Regions from separate parts of the Mus musculus genome. Here region 2 is linked to region 1. The links are chromatin contacts, called in public promoter capture Hi-C maps. All regions are on one chromosome and are shown on one strand. The core of a region is the stretch at or near the end of the contact, and the rest is flanking DNA. Distances in the headings are between cores, read along the strand shown.

The links. Capture Hi-C pulls out chosen DNA fragments and counts their contacts.
Region 2: a contact with region 1 is called in a promoter capture Hi-C map of liver. The contact joins two enhancer-like sites. A contact is called at or near these places in 1 of 39 promoter capture datasets (the SN4741 cell line), 1 of 484 Hi-C or Micro-C datasets (bone marrow-derived macrophages), 6 of 115 datasets of contacts at active chromatin or transcription factors (CD8 T cells, differentiating embryonic stem cells, effector CD8 T cells and 3 more) and 3 of 9 other capture datasets (adipose tissue, embryonic stem cells and liver).

What each region holds. Positions count from the first base shown.
Region 1 is chr19:46,624,646-46,631,590 of GRCm38.p6, forward strand. The region is part of intron 2 of Wbp1l (WW domain binding protein 1 like); the gene reads left to right. Among named protein-coding and RNA genes, the nearest start is that of Wbp1l, 29 kb to the left of the region's middle. Within about 2 kb of position 3,931, at least 37 of the 459 cell types and tissues checked have an H3K27ac peak or open chromatin away from gene starts, as enhancers often do. A contact at or near this core is called in liver, where this site is marked.
Region 2 is chr19:46,724,147-46,730,424 of GRCm38.p6, forward strand. As3mt (arsenite methyltransferase) reads left to right here. Exons shown (of 11, transcript NM_020577.3): 10 at 758-892. Among named protein-coding and RNA genes, the nearest start is that of As3mt, 20 kb to the left of the region's middle. Within about 2 kb of position 3,880, at least 45 of the 459 cell types and tissues checked have an H3K27ac peak or open chromatin away from gene starts, as enhancers often do. A contact at or near this core is called in liver, where this site is marked.

The sequences.
Region 1 (6,945 bases), core at 2,681-5,180:
GTGACAGCTCCGTGAGAAAACTTCAGAGTGGTCCTCTGAGGCAGCTGATGCGGGACAGCCCCACATGAGCACTGTGCGCCCTTCCCTAAGAAGAGCTGCCTTTGACCTTGGAGCATGGTAAGGTCTGGAGGGGATGTAGAGCCATGTTAGACAATGAATGGATGAAACATCCCCTTCAGCAGCTGGGGTACAGTGGAAAGAACAGGACTGGGAGGACAGGAGATTTGAGCTCACTCAGACTCCTCCAGGGTCCCCCACTGGCTGCAAACCCCATCCTTCGAATGCAAATAACAGTATCTTCTCGAAGACGATGTCAGGAAAGAGCGCCGTGTAAAACACCAGCACCTTGGCTGGCCCTCAGGAAGCTCAGAATCTTTGTGTGTGTGTCTGGTGCCAGGGTAGGACCTCGGGCTGGGCTCAGGGCACACAGAGGGATCACTCAGCTCCAGCTCTTATTCCTATGTCTAATTTGTGTGCGTGTGTGTCTCTGTGTGGGTGTGTGTGAGTGTGAGTGCTCACACAGGCCAGGCGCACTGGATCCCGGAGTTACCCACCGTGGTGCTGGGAATCAAATTCAGGTCCCGAAAGAACAATGCATAGTCCTGACTGCTGAGCCCCCCCTTCCAGCCCTACTCACACAGCATTGAAGGACACGTGACTGCAGTGGCACCGGAGCAAGAGGCTGCAGACCCCTTTGCAGACGTTGAGTGAGTTCAGTGTCTTTGTACACCCATCATTCGGTGCCCATCGTTGTACACTGACTCGGAGTTGAGAGGCTCTTTCTTACTGTACCAAGACAACTTCATCTCACGTGCTGGAGGGGCCAGAAGGTGAAGGCCTATGTCCCAGAACCCCAACCCAGCTGAGAGAATGAGGTGGTGGGGAGCATTGAATTGAGGCTCTCAGAGCATCCTAAAGGACCAGAATCGGGTTTCTAGGCTGATTCCTGAACAGTTTCCTGGCAACAGTTTCCAGGGCTTCTCGATGACCCTAAGCACCCTCAGCTTCTGCAGTTCGACCTCTGCCAGCTGAAGTATTTGTAGCTTACATAGTTTTGTTATTTCTAGCGTTTCCGTATATGACAGTCCCATATATGGAGTCACGTAAAACCAGTTGTCTAATGATCCTTGGTGATAAACTATGGGCTCTGGGATTGACCTCGGGCTGTCAGGCTTGCACGGCAAGCACTTCCTGTCTGCTGGTCTCTCACTGAGGGCAGCCTGGTGCAAGGATGCGAAGATACACGGTCCTTTCTTATACTGCATACCAAATAAGGACCTTATGCCTAACTCCATTGTTCTCAAATGTCATGAGAGTAGCCCGAAGAGGGGTTTGTTCAAATGTAGTTTTTGTAGATTCTTGTGGGGCCCAGGAATAGTAGCTCTGTTAAGTTGTCCCAGATGTTCATGGTCCACATAATTTCAGATATATTCTGAGAGATTCTGGCCTCCGGGGTTTAGAGACAAGACAGTGTGTAGGAATATGAAAGGAGAATGCTCAAGGATAAGGTAATGGAGGAGAAAAGCCACTGGATTAGGTCAGTGGAAGGTGGACATGGCAGGCTTTCCTGAGATGTTCTCTGACCCGAGCCTGACGGATAGATAGTTTACTAGACACCTAAGCTAGGGAAGGAGCAGCCCAGACAGATCAGGTGAGGCGTGTGGCTCACCTCAGTGAGAGCCCAGCAGTGTGGCTTCAGCTTGTTCCTACAGATGGAAAGAGAAACTGCCTTTTCTCTGTGAATCTTGGGGTTGAATTTGTCTGATACAAAACAGGAACTCCTAGGTGTGCCAGGTATCTTTTATCATTATAAAGGGATCCCATAAGGCCCTTAATCATTGGATGGATGGATGGATGGATGGATGGATGGATGGATGGATGGATGGATGGATGGTTGGGTGGGTGGATGGATGGGTGGATGGATGGATGGATGGATGTGTGGATGGATGGATGGTGGATGGATGGATGGTGGATGGATGGATGGATGGGTGGATGGGTGGGTGGATGGGTGGGTGGATGGATGGATGGATGGATGGGTGGATGGATGGATGGATGGGTGGATGGATGGGTGGGTGGATGGATGGATGGATGGATGGTGGATGGATGGGTGGGTGGATGGATGGGTGTGTGGATGGATGGATGGATGGTGGATGTGTGGATGGATGGGTAGATGGATGGATGGATGGATGGATGGATGGATGGATAGGTGGATGGGTGGGTGGATGGGTGTGTGGATGGATGGATGGATGGATGGATGGATGGGATGTATGGATGGATGTATGGATGGATGGTGGATGGATGGATGGGTGGGTGGGTGGGTGGATGGATGGATGGATGGATGGATGAGAGCATGACCTGACTTCAGTGTATGTGAAGAGCAAATGAGCCTCAGAATGTGTGAATTCTTTCATGTAGGGCAGTGAGGATAGCTCAGTAGGAAGAAGCTACAGTGTTGACCAGGGAGCAGTGTTGTCCACAGTGTGTGGAAGAGCCAAGGTGTAGAAATTTTCTGGTTGTGCTGCTGTGTCCCAGGTTTTAGGCAGAGCACACAGTTAGGCACACTGTCCTGTTGTGGTTTTCTGGCCAAGAGAAAGTCTGGCTTGAAGTCTGAGAAGGTAGAGGTGGTTTTTTTAGAGAACAACACAGCAGCAGCAGGGGCTCAGCCTGCAGAAGGAGTGAGTTCGAGTTCTGACTGTGTCAGGAGGTGTTGGGTTGGTAATACTGGAAGACTCTTAGGATCAGCATTCTGTACCTGGAGAGGATTGTGCAAAAGAGGTTCAAAGCATGTTGAGTATGCAAGGACGGGTCAATGCTCTCCCTGACCCGGGAGGGCCGCAGTCTCCGCTAGGATCAGTGTGTGGATGATGGAGACTCCCTAGGTGCAGATCATCCTCACATGACATTAAAGGGGACAGGTGGCTCAGAAGTTCCAAGGCTGACAAGAGGTCCTGTACAGGCGATAGTCCAATTGTTACACAGTTGTTCCAGTCAGTGGAACACAGGCTAGACCCTTGGAGACAATAACTTACATTAAAATTCTGTCTTCTATGGGGGAGGCCTACTGTGTCCCAAATTGTCTACGTCATGGCTGCAGGAGTGGGGTGGAGGTGGAGGTGGTTTCTAACACCAGAAATATGTGGTCTCCAGTGGGACTGAAAATAAGTCTTTGACCTTCTTGGAGTCTTTTGTCCATGTTGAATTTGGTCATGACAAGAGGCATAAGGAGGCCGACTCCTGGTCTCCTGAGGAGCTAGCTGTAACCTTTTTTAAAATTGAGAAGGGGGAAGGGGTTTTGTTGTAGTGGCTTGAACCCTTAATCCTCCGGCCTTAGCCTCTTTGGGGGCAGGACAACATAGGCCTATTGTTGTCCACAGCTGCCGTTCACATCCTTGAGTGACTGGTATCCGCATGCCCTTGTTGGTATAGACCAGACAGGCAGAGTGCTGGACCAGTCTCTCCTCAGGTCTGAAAGCAAGTGGCCGGGGAAGCGCCCACTGGTTAGAGCTTAAAGCAGCTGCTCCACACACTTGCCTGGGTTTTGTCCCCAGCAACATAAGCAAAGAGCAAATGACCTGAGAACCACACAGCACTGAGACCCCCACCCCCCCCAGGCCAGCTACAGGGGGAGAGCTCCGACTGGGGATAAGGAAGAGGTAACTCGTCAGCCTCTGGCTTTGGGTTTGCTCACTATTAGCCAACCTTTACTTGGGGGATAGCATTCATTACTTCAGGACCACCACCACATGTGAGGGGTCTTACCTCCGTATTGCCAAAAGGAGAATGGAATCGAAGAGGTCTGCGCTCCAGCGTACCAGTGAGTGTAATGGCCGTGACTCATTCCCTAGCAATCTGGCCTGGTGCTGGGTCCTGTAGCCTGCTCTGTGGCAGAGGACCAGGCTCTGGCTCCTCGTCACCCTGACCCTTTTGAGCTTAGCCTCCACTCCACCGGGATCAGGGCAAATTAAGCAAGATTCAGCTTGGAAGGGAACTAGCTGTGTATAACGCAGCAGCCACCAAGGTGACACTTGTTTATATTGTTGGAGCCAGAGCCAGAATCCTTATCTGGACTGATTGTAGAAATCTTGCGACAGGCAGGGGAGCACCCCCCTCCTCTGCCCTGCGGTGGGAGGTGAGGAAGGCCTTTTCTCCCAAGCCCACCCTCGTGAGGGTTTGAAGCCCTGCAGACTCTGTAGGAAGAGGCTGCATTTTTAGGGGCTGTGACTTGTTCTTTGTGACATCTCTGATGAGAACGGTGGAAGAAAGACCAGGACCTGGTGGCAAAAGGACCCTATCTGTTGACTGCGACTTTTCTCTAGGACAGAGTCAAAGACAATGGTTGCTTCCTCCAGTGATGGAGAGAGAGCCCTTGATTTTTTTGTTTTTTGTTTTTTGTTTTTTTTTTGGTTTTTCGAGACAGGGTTTCTCTGTGTAGCCCTGGCTGTCCTGGCACTCACTCACTTTGTAGACCAGGCTGGCCTCGAACTCAGAAATCCGCCTGCCTCTGCCTCCTGAGTGCTGGGATTAAAGGCGTGCGTGCGCCACCACCGCCGTACCACTGGTCTTTTAATTCTCCATTACTAGCACATCTTGCTGTTAGCTGCTGATCTGCAGGTTGTGAGTTGAAACAACCCTAAGTGGTAACCTGCCTTAGTTTCTGTGTCATCTATGGCCACTGCTTATTTGGGCAGAGTTCAAACCCTGGACCTCAAGAAAGACAGAAGGCTAAGGAGAATTGGAAGTTGGAAATTATTAGCCTTGGCTATGTAGTGAGTTAAAGGCCAGCATAGGCTATGTGATAAGACTCTGACTCAAAAGAAAGGAAAAGGAAAAGAAATAATGCCATATCTTTGTATTTCTTTAATCAGTGTCCTCTTCTATGATATACATTTCTTTGTAGATTACTGTATCACTATGTTGAAATGTATTGTGTATTCTACTTACAAATACACAAAAGTAAAATCTGTAGCCTTTGCCTTTTCTGTGTCCATTGTAGGAAGTTTTGAGCAGTGAAGCCGCAAATAGAAGTAAAGAATAAAAACATATTCAAGAATTAAAAAAATAAATCCTGTCCAGTGACTTAGTTCTAGAGTGCAGCCTGAGGCAGCCTCCAGAAAAGGATGTTGGCTCTGCAGATGGCTGGTGTGTGACACTGGCTTCTCTTCCTGGAAGCAGTGTGGGGTTTACTGGTACTGTGTTCTGTCTGTTCCTCCCCGGCTTTGTAGTTATTGTTTGGCTCCTTTGCTCAACAGACAGGATTCCAGGGGCTTCCACTGAACTGTGTCGCAAGGTCTCAATTTTGGTTTCAGACAGTGCCTAACTTAGTGCGTGGTTTTTCAGTCAAGGGTTTGGACATCCTGGTTCCCCGACAACCACAAACACTCCTGACGTCCCACCCTGAGTATGGCTCTGCAGTACAATGCAGGGAAGCGCTGGGATGAGCTGGGGCGGACTCCGGCACTCGAGGAGTGCCCACCTCTGAGTGGGGCTCTGAATTTTGGAACCTGGCTCAGTTTGTGCTGGATTACTGTAAACCTGAGGAGCTGGGGGCTCATTTCTCACCCATCTGGGAAATGAGAGCTCCAGGCTTTAACCTTGGGAGGTTCTCTGCAGGCTGCTGCATGAGAGACCAAGAGTGACTTATTCCAAGGGCTTCATGGCTCCCTAGTCCTCAGCCTAGGGTTTTCTGAAGGGTTTTTGTTGGAGTAGATGCATGTGTGATTCTGACCTCAGTCTTGTCATTTGAGAGTTCACAGAGCACAGAATCCGTAAGCCAATCAGAGAATGAGACTTCACAGAACACAGTTATGTGATTTTTGTCTAGAACAGTGCATTAAAACTAGGGGCAGTTTGGCGTGTGCGGTGCCCCTCCCCCCTGCCCCCCCATGTCTAAACACGATTGGCTGACTATGGGCTCATGGCTGACTAAATGCAAAACCCTAGGCTAGAAGCTCCTGACAGCAGTCTGTTGCTGTTCTGAGAGGGAGTCATGGGCCTTAAAGAGGAGAGCTTGCTATGTAGCTAAGGCTGGCTTTGAACTCATGACTCTCCTGCCTCGGCCTCCCCAGAGCTGGGATGGTAGGTGTGTATCACTATGCATGGAATGGCTGATGTAATAAAGGGAAGGTAGATGCACCTTTTCCTTGTTTTCCTAAGCCTCCTGCATTTGTGACCCTCCCAAAGACTTGTGGGCCTTTACGGCCAGTTGCCCCCTTAGTCAGCAAGGACTATGTCTAATCAAGGGCAGACAAGTTATTTTCTGTGTGTGCAGAGCAAATAATGCCAAGCCCTTGTAGACCTGAAATCTCATCTCTTACCCCGTGTGAGCTAGGTATCTACCCCCCAGCAGGGCCAGACGGAAATCTTACTCAGATAACTCGACACAGCTTACACAATCAGGCAGCAGTTACTTTAATATTAGGCCATATTTCGAGCTCCATATCTATGACAGCATCCTACATCCATTGTAGTCTTGATTCTCATAACAGACCAACCCTCCACCCTTTCCTAAACCATCGGGTCTGTTTCAATCTCTAAATGTAGGCATGGAGTGTTAGAAAGTCCTTGATTCTTTGAAGTTTTTCAGTCCTACAGGCAGCTCCTCGGTGACCCAGGGTTTCTTTATCTGTTCGCGGAGAGAGCAGTTTTAATGTCACTCTCTAGCCAAGGTAGGAGCAAACAGGCGTCTTGAACACTGTGGACTGGAAGGGACAGCCACGTGAGGTGAGCCCTATGGCCTGTGCATTTTGCTGCTAGTGAAACTGGTACTCACCAGTTTTCTCTTAAAGCAGTCCAGTGACTCGGCCTTGATAGCTCAGGTCCCTCTGAAAACTATACCTTTTCTTTCTGGTCAAAGAAATGGGTATTTCCTCACATAAACAAACAGACATGTGCGCAAAACACCAATTCACATAAAAAAACAATAAATAAAATTTTAAAAAGGAAGAA
Region 2 (6,278 bases), core at 2,630-5,129, 99 kb after region 1:
AAAAATGCCCGCCAGGTGTAGGTGTGGTGGCGCACGCCTTTAATCACAGCACTCGGGAGGCAGAGGCAGGTGAGTTTTTGAGTTCGAGGCCAGCCTGGTCTACAGAGTGAGTTCCAGGATCAGCCAGGGCTACACAGAGAAACCCTGTCTCAAAAAACCAAAAAAGAAAAAAAGAAAAGAAAGGAAAAGAAAAAAAAAATGCCCAACAAATTATTAGACCAAACCATGGCCAGAAACCAAATGCCTTCAGGGATCTAAAGCAAATAAAACAAACTGAAAGGCCAGGAACCTGGCACACGTGCACACACACACACACACACACACACACACAAACACACACACACGATCTTATACACTCGCACCCCTGGGTATCAAAGGGGACCCTAAGAATCGGCTCAGAATAAACAGAGTGATGACCATGCAAGAGGGGAGACCCCGGCCTAGCAGGACTCCTCAGCGCCCTCCAGAGGAGGCAGTTCTACCGTGTGTCCTTTTTAGCGCTGGGACTATGGTCCGTAGGCTCCACCACTGCCCAGCTCAGGATATTTTCTCTCTAATAAGACTGAAGAGCTGGACTGGCAAGATGGCTCCGCAGGCCAGGGTGCTAGCCTGTGAAAACCTGGCAACCTGAGTTTGAGTCGCAGAACTCATGGAGGAGAGAACTCACACCTCAAGATTATACAAGCCCCCTCCCCTGAAACAGAACAAAAAGGGCCAAGATGGTGCCGTTTGATGCTCATCTTTTGCTGCCCCTTAGGAAGGCGAAGCTGTTGCAGTGGATGAGGAGACGGCAGCTGTCCTGAAGAACTCACGTTTTGCTCCGGATTTTCTCTTCACACCTGTTGACGCCTCGCTGCCAGCTCCCCAGGGCCGTTCTGAGTTAGAGACAAAGGTTTGTTTGACTTTTGTTTCCTACTTCAATCAAGTCCCTTGAAACAAACTATAGGCCCCTCCAAGACAACAACTTTCTTCGCAGTTGGCCACTGCAACCCACTTTTAGACTATTTGTACGGATAAATGATTTGATTTTGTTTTTGTAAATTCCTTTTATTTTAAAGATTTAGTTTTGTTTTATGTGTATGGGCGTTTTGCCCAAACGTGTGTCTGTGTACTGACTGCAGTGCCCACGGAAGCCAGAATCCCCTAGAACCGAACTTTTAGATGGTTGGTAGCTGCCGTGAGGGTGCTGGGAATCAAATCCCGGAAGGGCAGCCGGTGCTCTTAACCACTAAGCCACCTCTCAAACCCCTAAATTCTTTTTCCCCCTAATTCCTAACAACATGTCAGTAATGACCTTTGAGTTTTTTGGAATTCTGTGAATTAACTGAAGGAAATCGATAGGCCTTCTACCACTCACTCTGTGTGTGTATATATATATATATATGTGTGTGTGTGTGTGTGTGTGTGTGTGTATATGTATGTGTGTGTGTGTGTATGTATTAGCTTTATAGTCTCTTCTCATATGTACTTTTGCCTGAATTATATCCTGCCTCATCATGTGATGATATATATATATATATATATACATATATATATATATATATGTATATATATATATATATATATATATATATATCATCTTTAACTTTCTTGGTTAACTACCTGTCTCTTTGATCAAGTTTTCAAAACAGGGGTTGGGGATTTATCTCAGGGGTAAAGTGTTTGCCTAGCAAGTGCAAGGCCCTGGGTTCCATCCTCACCTCCAGGGGTGGGAGTGGGAGTGGGGGACAAGAAAAGGGGGAGTATCAAAAGCAAGCTTTTAAAAGGGTCCCAGATACAATACAGGTTAAGAGTTGCCACAAAAAAAAGCCTTACATGTTGGACTCAATACCACACACCCCTAATTCTAGTGACTAAGCTTGAGGGGAGCAGTACACGAATCCAAGACCAATGTGGGCAATAAAGCAAGGCCTTGTCTCAAAACAAATCCCCAGGTGAGCATTTGAAAGCACCGGTTTCCTTTTAGAAAGCACCAAAGCTAAGATAAAATTAATATGCTTCTTATTAATTTAGCCAGTTAAAAATGTAAAAAGATTTTTTTAAAATTATTATTGTATTTCTATGAGTGTTTGGTGTACCCGTATGTCTACACCACATTTGTGCTCGGTCCCTTCAGAGGCTAGAAGAGAGCATCCAATTGCCCTGGGACTGGATGAGTTAAGAGCTGCCATGTGGGGCCTTGAACCTGTGTCCTCTGGAAGAAACAGCTGTCGCTGAGTCATCATTTGTTTTATGTGTTTGTTTATTTAGTGTGTGTGCTCGCGCGCACACACATGTGCGCACATAGAGGTTAGAGAACAGCTTGTGGAAGTTGGTTCTGTCTTTCCATCATATGGTGTTTAGGGATTAAACTTGGGTCATCAACTTTGACAGCACGCACCTTTGCCTGCTGAGCCATGTGTCAGCTCCACATTTTAAACATTTAGAAATGTATAACTCAGTGGCATTTGGTTTAATTAATATTTTTAAACTCCTGGATGACTTTACTATAAGATAGTTTAAATACTCAAGAAATGTTGGGGCTGGAGAGATGGCTCAGTGGTTAAGAGCACTGGCTGCTCTTCCAGAGGTCCTGAGTTCCATTCCCAGCAACCACATAGTGGCTCACAACCATCTGTCATGGGATCCGATGCCCTCTTCTGGTGCATCTGAAGACAGCTACAGTGTACTCATATACACAAAATAAATACATAATTAAAAAAAAAAAAGAAATGTTGACTCTTGGGATGGAGAGATAGCTCAGGTGTTCAGTTTGCTCTTCCAGAGGACTTACGAGCTCAGTTCTCAGAACCCACATGGCAAGTACCAACTCTATTAATCCAGTTTCTGGGGCGCTGAGGATGTATTCTGGCCTTCGTGTCTGAGGCAAAACACCCAGACACATAAAATAAGAAGAAATAAAGCTTTAAAACAAGCAAAACAAAGCAACAACTAATTTTAGCATAAAAGACCAGGGCTGGAGCTGATTTATTCTCTCCGTTCCTGCCTAAGCTCCGAGTCGCCTTTACACTGGGCAGCTCTCACAGACTGTGGGTCTCTCACTGTCCAGGCTCTACCCTAAGACAGGCCAGACCTTTTTTTTGATATGTAGTCTTTTTTTCTCTCGGGGGAGGAGTAGGTAAGGCCAGGGGACAGCAGATGGGAACAGAGGGTTGATAATTGACTCCTCAGGTTGCCATGGAGACTGACCCCTCCTACCCACTAAGCAGCTCTTTCCCCAATTCTCCTGACTGGCTCTTAGCAGTGTCTGGTGATTTTGACTCCAGGGTTCTGTCTTTTTTGGACATTTCTCATGAGTGGATCCACGTGTACTTGACCTTTTGTGTCTGACCTTTCACCCGTGTTTCCAGCGCTTCTTCACTGAGCATGCTCCACTGTCTCACTCCTCTGGGAGCAGAGATGGAATACCTTGGTTCATCTGTCCTTCATTTGATGACTGCTGTCCTGCAGTAGATTATTAACAGTGCTATTAGGAACACGGATATGTAAATACTTGTGTGGCTTTCTGCTTTCAAAGATTTTGCATCTGTACTGAACAATGGATTTTTTTTTCTTTTTGTATTTCTAACTTTTGGTGGCTTTTGGCGTTATTTGCTTTTGAGACAAGGGTCTCACTGCATAGCCCTGGCCAGCCTGGAACTCAGTATATAGACCAGGTTGGCCTTGAACTCACAGAGATCCAAGTGTCCTGTCCTGGGATTAAAAGGCATAGGGCATCATTTTCGGTCATGTCGCTAGCTTGTAATGGACCACCCTGTCATCCACAGTAGGTGCGCTACTTTGTATCCCTAGTAGTGTCACCAGAACACAGTAGTCCTGTTGCCGGTCACCACACATGCCAAGAGCAGGGACAGAATGGAATCTCTAAGCTGTGCTTACACAGGAAGCAGGTGATCCGAGATGGCGGTGGACCAATCCTCTAAAACCCGCCTTCCCTTATCTACAGCCTTCAGGCTTTAGCAGATCGGGGGGTGGGGTGGTGGGGGGGGACAAAGGCCATCAGTTCCCAGTGCATTCTTGCCCTCTTGTCAGGTGGCCAGCCTTGTCCCTGGGATCTATGATGTCACTGCCGCTGTCCTTATCTCTTACCCTCTTCCCTTGTTCTCTGAACATCTGGACCAAGTCTAGCCAGTGACTCCCTTTATCATCCTGATCTCCTCCAGGGCCATCTGGCCAAGGGAGGTAACTTGAACAAACAAGCCAGTAACGCTGTGGAGATGCTAAGCTAGCAAGAACATGTCCATGAAGGCTTGCTTTCATTATACGAGGTAAAAATGTGCCCTCGGAATGTAGATTATGACAGACGACAGCGTTGTCATCTGTCACTCCTGTGAGTGATGACTCCTGTAAATCTGTCCTGATGAGCAATAGCTTCCTGCTGCTGTGCAGCCAGCAGTGAGCACGACTTCTCCTCCATATGGGGGTGTTCCAGAGTAAAGCTGTGCACACCAGTGCACACCCTGTGCACCAGCAGGCAGTGTGCTAAGAACGATTTCCAATAAAGGAAAACTAGGAGGACTTCTCTGAGGCTAGAAGGTTCAGGAGCCAGGATGCCAGAAAGATAGAAACTGAAGAAACCAGCCTCCACTTCATCACCTCAGAGATGATTTAGTTAGGTCTGTTTTATTAGGTTTTTTTTTATCATTAGCTTGTTTTTAATTTTATTCTATGCATATGAGTGTTTTGCCTGTATGGATGTATGTATGCCACATATGTGCCTGGTGCCTGCGGAGGTCAGAGGAAGGCATCTGGTCCTCTGGAATAGAGTCACAGATGGTTGTGAGCCACCCACCCTACATGAGCCTCGATGGGGAAGTTGTAGGGTTTTGATCTGCATCTCTTTCCGTCTACCACTGTAGATGTGTGACACACACCCCTGAAGATGTGTGACACACACCCCTGAAGATGTGTGACACACACCCCTGTAGATGTGTGACACACACCCCTGTAGATGTGTGACACACACCCTTTTTTTTTTTCTTTTGAGACAGAGTTTACGTTGCCCAGATTGGAATAAACTGATCATCCATCCTGTCTCTACCTCCCACATTCAGGATTACAGACATAGACCACCACTGCTGGCTTCAGATGGTTAGGGGGAGGAGGGAGCCTCCAAGGGCTAACAGAAAAGAAGCCCAAGAAGCAGCCATGTGGTCTGGTCCATGTCCATACATGTACACACATGGTTGCTCAGTAGCTCCTATCCCATGGTGTGCAGACTGACCGCATCTCTCCGGCAGCCTCCTGCTTCCTCCCTTCTCAGTCTAGCCCACTGCACAGTAATTTAAAGCAGCCAATAAAAAGTGTGTGTAGCCATATAGGGGAGACAAGCTAGAACTGTATAAAAGCCCCAGCCACAAAATGTTTGGGGACTCTGGTATTTGGGATATGATTCTGTAGAAGTCCAAGGGCACGAGGAACCATTTTCTGATAGAAGCAGCTTAGGAGTCCCGTTTTTTTATACTACAGAGTCTGCAACATTTCATTCCAAATATCAACTAGTCACAGTTTTTATTTCATTTAATAAATAGCCATCATTTCTCCAGCAGTGTGAAATGCTACCTTGTATCATATTCTAATTTTTTTAGGCAACGGTATTTTATTTCATCTGTATTTATTTTATGTGTACAGGTTGAGGTCAAAGAACAATTTGTAGGCATTAGCTCACTCACCCTTTTCAGGATTTTTCTTTTTGTTTTTTGTTTCTTTTTTCGGGACAGGGTTTCTATGTATAGGCCTGGCTGATCTGAAACTTGTTTTATAGACCAGGCTGCCCTCAAATCTGCCTGCCTCTGCCTCCTGAGTGCGGGACTAAAGGCACGAGCCACTGCCACCCAGCCTTCTTTTCAGGATTTTATAATTGTTCTCCCAGGTGCCCTTTACCCTGGTCTCAGAAACGATCTTTTTCTAAAAGTTTTCACTTTTTTGTTGTTTGTACCTAATTGTAGTTTATACAGTGGGCATACATGGATAGACTGGTAAGCCTTGTAGAATTTCCCCCTCACAGACTTTAAGAGAGTCAAATTTATTCGAGACCTGTTTGAGACCACCCAGTCCTCAGGTGTGAGCACTTCTTTGAAGTGCTGAGGGAGACACAGCCAGATCCAGGTCTGCACACAGTACAGCCGGACTTACTGACAGCTACGTAGTGCTAGGCCGCAGCAGTACTGGTCAGAAAGAGGAGCCGGTTTGTGGAGCAGGCCGTAAGGGACTTTATTCTAGCTGGAGTGTGTCTGTTTATCTCAGGGATTTATCTGGCTGCTGCTGCGTTCCTGAGA